Linked DNA regions of Zea mays: region 2 is linked to region 1. Evidence: chromatin contacts called from public Hi-C data. All regions are on one chromosome and are shown on one strand. Each heading gives the region's core, a stretch centred on a gene start, on an enhancer-like site or on the middle of the called end of the contact. The rest is flanking DNA. Distances are from core to core; before and after follow the strand shown.

Evidence for each region. Hi-C and Micro-C count contacts between places; a contact is called where the count stands out from the background.
Region 2: a Hi-C map of leaf shows a contact between it and region 1, with 4 times the contacts expected there. The contact joins the promoter of LOC100382475 here to the promoter of LOC100284034 in region 1. A contact is called at or near these places in 9 of 25 Hi-C or Micro-C datasets (bundle sheath, ear, endosperm and 3 more).

What each region holds. Positions count from the first base shown.
Region 1 is chr9:113,613,735-113,619,414 of Zm-B73-REFERENCE-NAM-5.0, reverse strand. It overlaps LOC100284034, which reads left to right and starts at 2,287. Exons shown (of 6, transcript NM_001156932.1): 1 at 2,287-2,604; 2 at 2,757-2,838; 3 at 3,236-3,371; 4 at 3,477-3,552; 5 at 3,654-3,779; 6 at 3,871-4,630. The coding sequence starts at 2,446. The coding sequence ends at 4,140.
Region 2 is chr9:113,764,410-113,770,194 of Zm-B73-REFERENCE-NAM-5.0, reverse strand. It overlaps LOC100382475 (putative protein kinase superfamily protein), which reads left to right and starts at 1,473. Exons shown (of 6, transcript NM_001175215.1): 1 at 1,473-1,930; 2 at 3,010-3,320; 3 at 3,648-3,783; 4 at 4,413-4,549. The coding sequence starts at 1,882.

The sequences.
Region 1 (5,680 bases), core at 1,038-3,537:
ACCTTCATAAGCCACTGAGAATGGGGTATTTCAGTATCAAGGCCTTGCTTCTCTACACCAGCCAAATCTACTTCAATATGACAGTATAAAAAATAGCATTAACAATAAGAAAATATTAAGTTATAAACGACTTATTATTATCGCTGATGCACCCTTCATATATTCCAAGTTGATAACCGATATTTTATCGATTCAACAGATAAGAGAAAGATATGGTAAATCTTTATGTATTGTTAGGGGCCTTCTCCTTACAAAGGTCCTCAAAAACATAATTAACCATTTGTTTTTCAGCATAAGTCATCACAGGAAGCTTCGTCTTCAGAATGCAAGCCTCTTCCTCATGACGAAGGCACACAAAATGAAGACCGGGTCTAAAGAGGATTAGAATAAACGCTGAAGCTATCACCAGATGGACAGTTTCGGCTCATAACGGAGATGAAGTATAATGATGATGCTGACCCGAAAGAGGAAAAGACTACTTAGTCCTTAATGACTTGTATTTTGATCATATGTAAATATTGAGAACATAAATGTACTTTTACCTGGGCTGCGTCCCGTGCCTATAAATAGATGAACAGTAACACCTTACTGTTCACGCTGAATGATAGTCACTCTCTCACGTCTTCACCTTCGAATAAGCCGAATGTATCAATGTAATATGAATTATGTTGATATTCATACATGTTTTATAGAATATGAATGTGAAGGAATTAATGAGATGCAATTACTGTCTTTGTCCTCTCGCATTCATTTTCACATACTAAATGATAAAGGCATGTCTGTCATGACCTTCGTCTGATGATCATTATACCAATGACGAGATAATGCTTCGGAAGACGAAGGTCCATAATAATTAACAATTGTGTTTCCTTGTTCTTGATTCACAGTATTTGAGAACGAGTGACCAACATGTATGAATGATATGTATATTGGATAGAGATTTGCAACGTATTCTAAAGTCCATGCGGAATCTTGCTTTTACCATGAGAATGCCATAAATCATGAAAGTAATTCAAAAAACAAGAATAACCTAGTAATTTATTTACACGGATCAAATGAATAAGCATTAACAAAATATGTCATAGATGTAGCAGTAGAACCACAATATAAAGCTATATAGAACACGACATACTTTAAGAAACAGGGGTTGAGACGTTGGTTTTCAGCTATGTTATGCAACATAAGAATGTTATTAACGGGTTGATCAACATCACCACACCGATCTGCATGTAATGATCCATTTAGATTTTACCCACAACAAAAATCTACACAGAACAGACATAGTGGAGCCTAATCTTACATCTGACCATAAAATGGTGTAAAGTAGCAGTGCCCTCAAAGACATTTCCAAATATATCTATATAGATGATGTAGCCACTAAGGTAGGGACTATGAATACTTTATGGTAGTACAATTTGGGAGCTATTAGGGACAGGGCCATACAACATGCATGATAACTTATTGAGTTTGGGTAAAATGTGCCAATACTTGTTTCATTGGTAAGAACTTGCATTTATGATAATTTTATGATTTAGATGGTTTTAAAATAAGAATGTTCGCTTTAGACTAAAGTCGGCTATTCGGACAGATGTAGCTGCAATCTATAAAGACAAAACACGGTAGAAGTATTAGAAGCCGGTACATATTAAAACCAAGCGAACAAGCAATTATAAATAAAATAAATGCGAATACATTTTATTTAATATTTATATTTAAATCAAATATGAATATGCATATCTGTAACACTAATGGATACCGGGTGTGAAACATCTGCATCCATAATTGCATATCTACCACCGTCCACCGAGCCTGTATGACTGTATCAGTCACGGAGCTGGATGGCTTCGAAAAGCCCGGCAGCCGCTGTCCAGTCCGACGCAGCTCCACGATTGCGTTCAGTCCCTTCCCGGGTCAACCCGCGCCACATCATCGCCCACTCACCGGGCCACGGATCGTGTGGCCGCCCGGACACGGCGGGCGGGCCCCCAGGCCCACGAGGCGGATCCCGAGCCCCGTGCCGACTCGGACGCGCCTCCCTCGCTTTCATCGCGAGATACGCGCGGACGGCCGCGCGCCGCTGGTCTGGTCGTCATGACAGTCGCCGCCGCCTCGTCCCACCCGACCTGAACCCCGCACCGTGACAGCCACGGCCCACCGGACGCGGGACCCTCATGTCGGCGGGCACGCACGTGCCCCCGCATCGGCGTCGTTGCCTCGCCAAGGCCGACGCGGATCCGAGTCATCCCGCGTCACCATCCATTTGACGAGGCGGTTTATCCCCCAGCACCCCAACCAACCTTTCCACGTACCACCGGGTTTCTGTCCGCGCCCCGCCCTTCAAAAGCAGGTCCGCACGCCGGCCGGCGAGACGAGACGACACCACCACGCCGGGACGGGAGGCACAGGTGCGGTCTGCGTCGAGAGTTGGTCCACTGGCAGGCCGGAATGAAGAAGTGCGCGTCGGAGCTGGAGCTGGAGGCGTTCATCCGGGAGAGCGGCGAGGACGCCCGCGCCGCCGCCGGAGGTAGCAGTCCGGGGTGCGGTGGATCAAGCGATCCCGGAGGGAGCGGCGTCTTCTCACCCGGCTTCGGTTTCGCCGACTCGGTGAGCACTGCCAACCACGAGCAATGTGATTGCAGCAACAGCGGCAACTCTCGCAACTGAAAATGCATCTGTGCTTATACAAAGAAGATAGGTAGAGTTCGCTACACTTAATTGTGATTTCATTAACGAAGGATCTTCTCGCGCCCGAGCAGGACACCATGGATGGAGGCAGTTGGTGGTACGGGAACGTCCGCACGCCGAACCCAGTCATGTCGCAGGCGGCGTCCATATCCGGTAAGCGCCAAACATGATACTGCCCTGCTCCTGCAATCTATACAAACTGGAATTTAACTGTGTCGTCAAATGCTGTGACCTCTGTACAAAGGGTAAAGTAATTGTGATCAACTGTTGGTCAGATATTATGTGACACCACAACCATCAACTATTTATGACAGTTTGCACATGAATCCTATTGCGTTTTTAACAGATCAGTGTTTTCATTTGTCGAAACTTCTAGGGAAATTCCTGCCTGCTAAACAGGCCTATTTGAATGTATGTTAACAGCTTGCCGAACCGATTTAGAGTACTACTATCACATCCAAACTATGCGGGGTTTTTAAAAAAAAAACGAAAACACCCAAATTAGACTCATGTCAAGTATTGCTCACCTGCCGTATTGCACTGGTCACAGCTAGCCCCGGGCTAACCACCTCAGCCAATCATGCTCTTGAAAGCGAGTCAGACTCCGACAGCGAATCACTGTATGAGGTAGAGGGAGTTCCATACGAGCGAGGTAACAGATCCATTGAGACGAAGCGAATAAGAAGGTACGAATAGATCAAGCCTGTGGCAAAATTATGCAAGTTTCCAACAAATGTCTGAGCAGAGAGGTCACTTTTTGTTGTGGGGTGCATTGCTCCTGTAAATTTCAGGATGGTGTCCAATAGGGAGTCTGCGCGGCGGTCTAGGAGGAGGAAACAGGCACAGTTGTCTGACCTTGAGTCACAGGTACCATAACCACCTCACTCACCTGGCCAGGAATGACTTCCAACCAATGATGTATACTGCAAGTTTGTAGGATGCGCACTGACATGTTGCCTCGTTATCAGGTTGAACGACTCAAAGGTGAAAACGCAACACTGTTCCAGCAACTTTCAGATGCCAACCAACAGTTCAGTACTGCAGTCACAGACAACAGAATCCTCAAATCCGATGTAGAAGCGTTAAGAATTAAGGTGACCAGTTCGCTTCTCACAGCTGCCAGAACACTGAAAGATCACAAACTTTGCAGCTCTCTAACAGTAACCAACCCGTTTGAATTTGCAGGTAAAGATGGCAGAGGATATGGTAGCGAGAAGTGCTGTATCGTGTGGCCTAGGCGACCTTGGCCTGGCACCATACGTGAACTCAAGGAAGATGTGCCAAGCTTTGAATGTGCTCACAGGGTTGGATTTACTAGGGAGTGATGCGTTCAGGGGTCCAACCGCAGGTACACGAGTACAGAACTCACCAGTACAGAGCACTGCAAGCCTAGAGAGTCTGGATAACCGAAAGTCCAACGAGGTGACCAGTTGCGCGGCGGACATTTGGCCTTGAGCTTCAAGCCATTGATCTGATTCAAAGCTTGCTCCACCCTCAAAAAAAGGACCAGAGTTTGTCAACTCAAATAGCTGGTGGCTTGAGCAGAGCTTCTGGCACGAGTTCTCTTGAACCATATTTCCACATAAGCTTTATAGGATGCATCACTCTTTTGATGTCACTTAGTTTCAAGTATAAAATGAAGCTGTCTTTGTACAAAGCTGCAAATGAGAAGTAAATGAAACGTCCTGGACAAACTTGTGAAGTAGGAATGATACATAGGCTCTATTTCCAGGTCAGATGAGACAGTTATGTTTACAACAAAAAGCAATACATGTTGTTTAGAAACCGCTATTAATTCACAGGAATGTTCAATCCAGTACAAGTCATCTAGTAGATTTGCACCCCTACCTTCTAGTAGATTCAACCATGTTTTCACTACTACTTGCTGGGACTACAACTGTACATCATGATGGTAAAATGCATAACTAGTGAGGTTCTTGACTCGAAACCTTCAGGCATTGTCAATTGTCACTTCTACGTACACCTCATAAAAATTTCAGGCATCTGCAGAACTGAAAACTGATGTTTCATAGAACAGGAATTTTTGTTGTAGTACTCTTGGGGAGGTTGTTGTTTACCTATTTTGAACCTTCCTTTTTATTATTATAATCGGTAGCTCTCCTGTCGGGCTCGTTTCCAAAAACAAACGAACAGGAACATTTGTAGATGGATCATCTTTTCCTCGTATTTGGTTTACTTCAAGAATTTAATTCAGAACATTTCCTGAGAACTAAAAATACAGGTAATGGAAGAACGAGAATGACAGGAATCATACAAAACAAGGGTTGACCGGGTAAAATTCTCAAAGAAGAACAAAACCTTTTACTTCGAAGCAAATTTTGGGTAGGCTACAGTTGAAACATAACAGAAGCTACAAATCAAGGTTGAGACACTTGGATAGCTTTTTCATTCACTCATATTAAAGACTAAATCTTCGTGCATATTCCATCTTTTTAATTCTCCTTTTACTATATCTTCTCATATCAACTTCGATATTTTCATGTCTCTCTTGCTATTACTATTGTGCCTTATGATCCAATGCGCACTAGTGTAGCTAGAGGTCTCAGTTGGATATGTTCAAATCATTTCAATTGGCGTTGGACAAGGTTTTTTTCAATTGGTGCTACCCCTAGCCTATCATGTATATTATCGTTCTAGACGCAATTCCTTCTTGTATGACCATAATCTATCACAATATACACTTATCTATTTGAACAAGATATCTTTTTGTAGGTCAATATTCTGCACCATACAACATAGCAGATCTGATCGTTGTTCTATAAAATTTGCCTTTTTAGCTTTTGTGGTAACCACTTGTCACATGGAATGTCAGATACCTGATGCCACTTTTCCCAACATACTTTGATCCTATAACTAACATCTTCATCAACATCATTATTAATATGTAGCACTGATCCTAAATATCGAAAGATATCCTTTCTAGATACTACTTAACCTTTCAAACAGGCATCTCCTTTCTCATGTATAGTAGTGA
Region 2 (5,785 bases), core at 224-2,723, 150 kb before region 1:
TACCATATGAAAACAAATTAAAGTGAGTAAGCCCATGGATTTTATAGTGGTCCTAAAACTAGCTTTCGTATCGAAGGGCTCACGAAAAGCGCCACCCGCTAATTCTCCATAATTATTTTGTCCACGTTCACGTTGCGTGTTAATCTTGATTTTTATGAGAGTTGAACATGGCGTCATGAATTATGTCACGAAAATATTTAAGGAACATTCATGAATATTTTCTAGCAAAATTTGACCCGAACACTCAAGACATGCGAGGACTAGTTTGACAATCCCATTTTTAAGGATTTTTATTTTCAAGGAAAAATGAACTAATTTTTATTGAAAAAATGAGAAACTCTTTCAAAAATAAAGTTGCTAAACTAGCCTTTAGAGTAGATTGAACCAATTCAAACAAGTTATTGATAATAATCTGAGTTCAAATTTTGTTCGGAACGATGACTAGAGAAAAGAAGTACCTCTGTGGAAAAACGATTTCATTTCGTTATTTCCAAAGGCAACAAAATGAAATGACAAACATATTTCTGTATCAGAAAGTTGCAGCTTAGAATCGTGATATCATGTTGTTCTGCTTCAGTTATAGTAAAACGTTGTTTTAACTAAGATGCAAACTTTAAATGTAGAAAGAACTCTGATTTACTCTCGTCCAATTAGAACTCATAAATTTTTTTGTTTAATTTACTTCACAACTAGTTCCTTAGAATGGTCATTATTTTACTCATGTGCAACGAGTATTATTTAATGAGTCATCTATGGGTAATAGGCTCTATGACCATATCTATGTTATGCTAGGTTAATCATGTCCTAAGAGACACACATAGTGGCAAATTTAAGAAGATGAAGCAAAATAGATATTACCTCCTTTGTCAAATATTTATCGGTCACTCGTTTATTTTTAAACTAAAACACGATAAAGGAAAAATAACGAAGTGAGTAATAATTTGCACCAATAAACAAAATTGCTTGCACGATGTAATTCGCGTAGGCAAGCATAGACTATAAAATATGAGTATTAATCTAGTTCCATGAAATATGGTTTAAGTAAACACAGTGAAGCTAAAAGGTCGTATATGGGTTTATTCATCTAAATCATAAGTTTTTAAAGCATTTAACAATATTGGAAGTAATAATCATAGTCATATCAGGATATGTAATATATGAAGCAGTAAGATGAACAATCGTAAAACTGTGTTTGTTTCGCAGAAACTAAACCCCATTCAATTACAGTCCAAACCACTGCCATTGTTTATTTGTCTATTGTTTCTCTAACCATATCCATCATCAACCAAAAGCCCAACCGCGGTTGCAACAATAAAGATGATAAAAAAAAACTGCCTCAACCTCAACGGCTCACCCCCTAGTCGCCTCGCCCCGCCCCGCCCCGCCCCGCCCCGCCCCCGCGGCCCGCGTTGTTGTTCTTGTAGTACGCGGCAGCAGCTTTCTTTTACCTATTCCAACCCTCTGGGCTCTGGCACACAGCTACTCCGCCTCCTCGCCCTTTTCTCCTCATCCCTCGCTTTCGCTTCGCCGTTCCAACGCGGAGCCCCCACGGAAAATAAAGGCCAAGAAGTGATGGTAGTGGAGTAAAACCACGCGTTGGAGGGCAGAGGGACAGGTTGGTGGAGGACGCGCACCCAGCGTGGAGAGCAGCAGGAGCTACGCGAATTCGGGCCGCGAGTGCGCCGGTTCAGGTTGCCGCCGCCGGTGGAATTGTGGCAGACGAGGTGGCCTGTTGGTAGCCGCGGGAGTTTGCGAGTAGGTCGGTTCCGGTTGGTGTGCGAGCGAAGGTGCTGTTGGAGGCGTGGATCTGGCCGGCGGCGGGCGATGGGAAGGAGGGACTAGGGCTCGATTGGAGGGAAAGGCGCGATCTTGGAGGTTCCCATGGGCGGATGCCTCTCGCAGGAGGAGCACCGGCTCCAGAGCAGGCCAGGTTCGTGCTCTCTGCTTGTCCTACTCCCATCCCATATTCCCATGTGAACGCGCGACCTCGCCGGCGTCGTACTCGCTCCCGCCCCCGGTTAGCACCACCCGCGGCCGGCGGCTCCAGCCGCCTCGCCGCGCCGCGCCGCGCCACCGCCACCTGCTTCCCGCCACCTCGACCCCGCCCGCGTGACAGAGTTTGCGTTTACTATCAGTTGCTGTGTCACCTGTGTAATTTAGTTGTGGATTAGCTATCGTTTGCTTAGTGGGTTTTGGTACAATCACCTTAAGATGAGGGAGGGAGGGGGTAACAGAAATGCCCGATGCTTGTGAACTCATGTCATGTAACAAGTGATTAGTGATGAGATGTGCCATGCATAGCAATTTTGGCCTAAATTTTCCCTTTTCAATGTCGTATTTTTATGCTCTATAGTACCAAATTTCTTCTTTTCGCCCAAACTTTACATGGTGTAATTTCGCTCTTTGATGTCCTGTGGAAGACCTGTGATATCATAATAAACCCATGCATTGCTTGTAGAGTTGCATTCAAGGCATACTTTAGGGGAAGAATAAGACAATCTCAGCTCACATTTTGATGTACAAATAACATCAGAAAAGTTTGCAGATAATTTGGTACCTGCAAGGTAGTGCTTGGACAATTCTGGTAACTTGATCTTGAATTGATTCTTGATAAGCTAGTCAAACATGTCTCAAATTAATCCTGAAGACGACAAACCTATAAAGCAAAACTTTGATGATGGGTAGCTCTGCAGTTGTGCTGATATCTTCAAGAGTTTCAGTAGAAATTGCCTTGTCCAAAAATGCAGGGGAAGACATGACATGTACTATCCTGCTTATGTTATCTTGTGATCATAAATGCTTTCGTGAAACCATTTTAAATCTTCCCTTAAGATCATTATGACCGTGTTATGTTGTGCCTTCTTATTGGCATGCACGCCATGGACTAATGTGAAAAAAAAGAATTGTCTACAAGGACTGAAGGATTGATGATTGCATCTTAAAGAAATGCATTGATTATATGTACAAGCTTTCCTCTCCTGATGAAGTTAATTCTGAAATTTCTATCAGCTGAAGCTGCTGGAGCAGATGGATTGCGGAAGTCTAAATCTGATTCTAAAGCTGTAGCAAGTGTTCTTGCTCCTCCAAAAGATGTGGTGGACCTGCAAGTAGAAGGATATGGAAATGTGAATATTTTCACATATGACGAATTAAGAGCAGCCACAAAAAACTTCCGGCCAGATCAAATTCTTGGAGAGGGTGGATTTGGAGTTGTTTACAAAGGTGTAATTGATGAAAATGTTAGAGCAGGTTTCCCATCGAGACAGGTTGCTGTGAAAGAACTAAACCCAGAGGGCTTTCAAGGGGACAAGGAGTGGCTTGTAAGTCCCAATGTTTGCTCTGTTCCTGTTTCTAAACCTTGCTTTGGTAATGTACATTGAAAAGAAGTCTTTTTAATTTCTTGCCCATGTGAAATCTTTTGAGGGTAGCTGATCATATCTTTGAAGTTTTACTTAGTGATAACATTTTTCTTTGTAATATATATTGGAAAGCCACTTTCCTTGATTACCTTTTAAGAAATAACTTTCGCATCACACTAGATGTACAAGAGTGAAAACTATGCTGAATTGTTTGGCTATGGCTATTGCTGTGAGGGTTCACATAGACTGTGATTGTTGGAGCACTAATGGTTTTTTGATGTGTTTCAGGCAGAAGTCAACTATCTTGGGCAACTTAGTCATCCAAATCTTGTTGAATTGATTGGCTATTGCTGTGAGGGTTCACATAGACTGCTTGTCTATGAGTACATGGCTTGTGGAAGCCTCGAAAAGCACCTTTTTCGCCGTAAGCTCTAACAGACTATTTGCACTACCTCTTTAACATTCATTATTCCACATAGCGTAGGGGTGTATCATTTTTTGCCTTGGGACAAATCATCAGTAGGAAAGAAATTGGTATTAGTTTCAGTTTAATCTCATACGCAACTATTGTGCATGGTCGCTTAACTTAGTCATCTACACTACAAATCTAATCTCCAAATGTTAAGGTTTGTTTTTGAAATGATAGTGGGTAGTATTTGTTTGAACTTGTCGGAGTCGTTGGATCCAACTAGCACTTCAATTTATGTACTAAACCCCGTAACAAAGTTGGCCAGGTGATCATATGTGATTGGAGTTATTATGGTAACTTGATTATTAAGAAAATGAAATTAATATGTTAGTAAATGAATGCCAATAGTTACTGCACCAGCATTACAGTGGATGTTAGTCTTGTATCTGCTGAATCTAATTTTCAACATCATTGATTGGTCTGAAAAGCACACTTGCTATTTTTCCCTGTAAGATATGTTAGTATTCAAGTGGTGACAGGACAATATGCTAATCAAGCTTCCACATATTTGATTGTCAGTTATATCTATATTTCCATTTCGAGAGGGTGTTCCCATTGATTTTATCTTGCCTGTAACATTGCAGGGGTTTGCCTTAATATGCCATGGTCAACACGCATGAAGATTGCATTGGGTGCTGCAAGGGGGCTCGAGTACCTTCACGGAGCTGAGAGATCCATCATTTATCGAGATTTCAAGACATCAAACATCTTGCTAGATGCGGTTCGTGTTTCATTTATTAATTTTTAATAATGTGTTGATAGTATTGCTGCATTTATGCTGTATTTCAACCACATGTTTAAGGTTGTTTCTGTATAAAACTTCTTTCATTACTTATCGAGTTATATATTTTAAATATATTTTCCAAGGTTATTAAGGCCTCCCTTAAGTGCCAAAGCTGTTAGGTCTCACCATAGAGGCATGCAGTCGCGCTGTCGGCATACACACATGCCGCCACCCGCTTGATTGTGCATCTCCCACTTGATTCTGCCTTCTGCCTGATTCCACTGCTGCTCGCTTGATTTCTTCCATCCCTGCTTGCCAATCGCCCAATCAGGAAGGGGACTGTGGTGGTGGTTGGTCTGAGGGAGGACAGTGAGGGAAGTGAAAGGAAGCGGAGAGGTTGTGAGCGGCAGCGGCACATCTGGAGGACAGAGAGAGAAGCAAGAGACAGATCGGGGATGGAGGTGGAACGATGGCTGAGAATGAGAGGGCGAGAGATGCAAGAAGCAGGGTGACGACGCTAGATGCCTCTAGATGGTGAATTGGTGATGTATATGTAAGGAAGGTGCACATTGGCTGCCAGGTGGGCTGGCCAGTCCACTTCTCTTCCTTCCTCGCTGATGTCTTGCTCTTGCACTTCCTTACCTTGGTATGGTTGTCTTGCCTCACACCCCTTACTTGCCAAAGCGGTAAGCAGTATTGAGTTGCCATGCCTCACCGCCTCACCTTGTCACCCTGATAACCATGATATTTTCACTGGTGAACAGTGCTGTGAGCCTGTGACACATTATGCCTATATATCACAATTTGGTTATCTCAACATCTAGAGGAACTACTCTGTGTTAAGTGTGTATACATTGTACTAAGTCCCCTGCAAAAAAAAGGGCAGCCCGGTGCATGTGCTCCTGCTTGCGTAGGGTCCAGGGAAAAGTCGGACCCATTTCCCTGCATTTGCATGAGGCTGTTTACACGACTCGAACCCGCGACCTCCTGGTCACAAGGCAACAGCTTTACCAGTGCACCAAAGCTCCTTTTTTATACTAAGTCCCTGGCACGTGCGATTTTATTTACCGTGCCTCCAAAATGCATCCATGTTTTTTTTTGAGGCTAGCAAAGTCACTTAATTATTTTTGCTTTGAACATCTTGTAGAACAAAATGTTTTTTTTATAAAGGAAGCTTTTATTACTTTCTCATGAGCAGTGCATTGAGTTGATACAGAGCTTTTAAAAAATCAC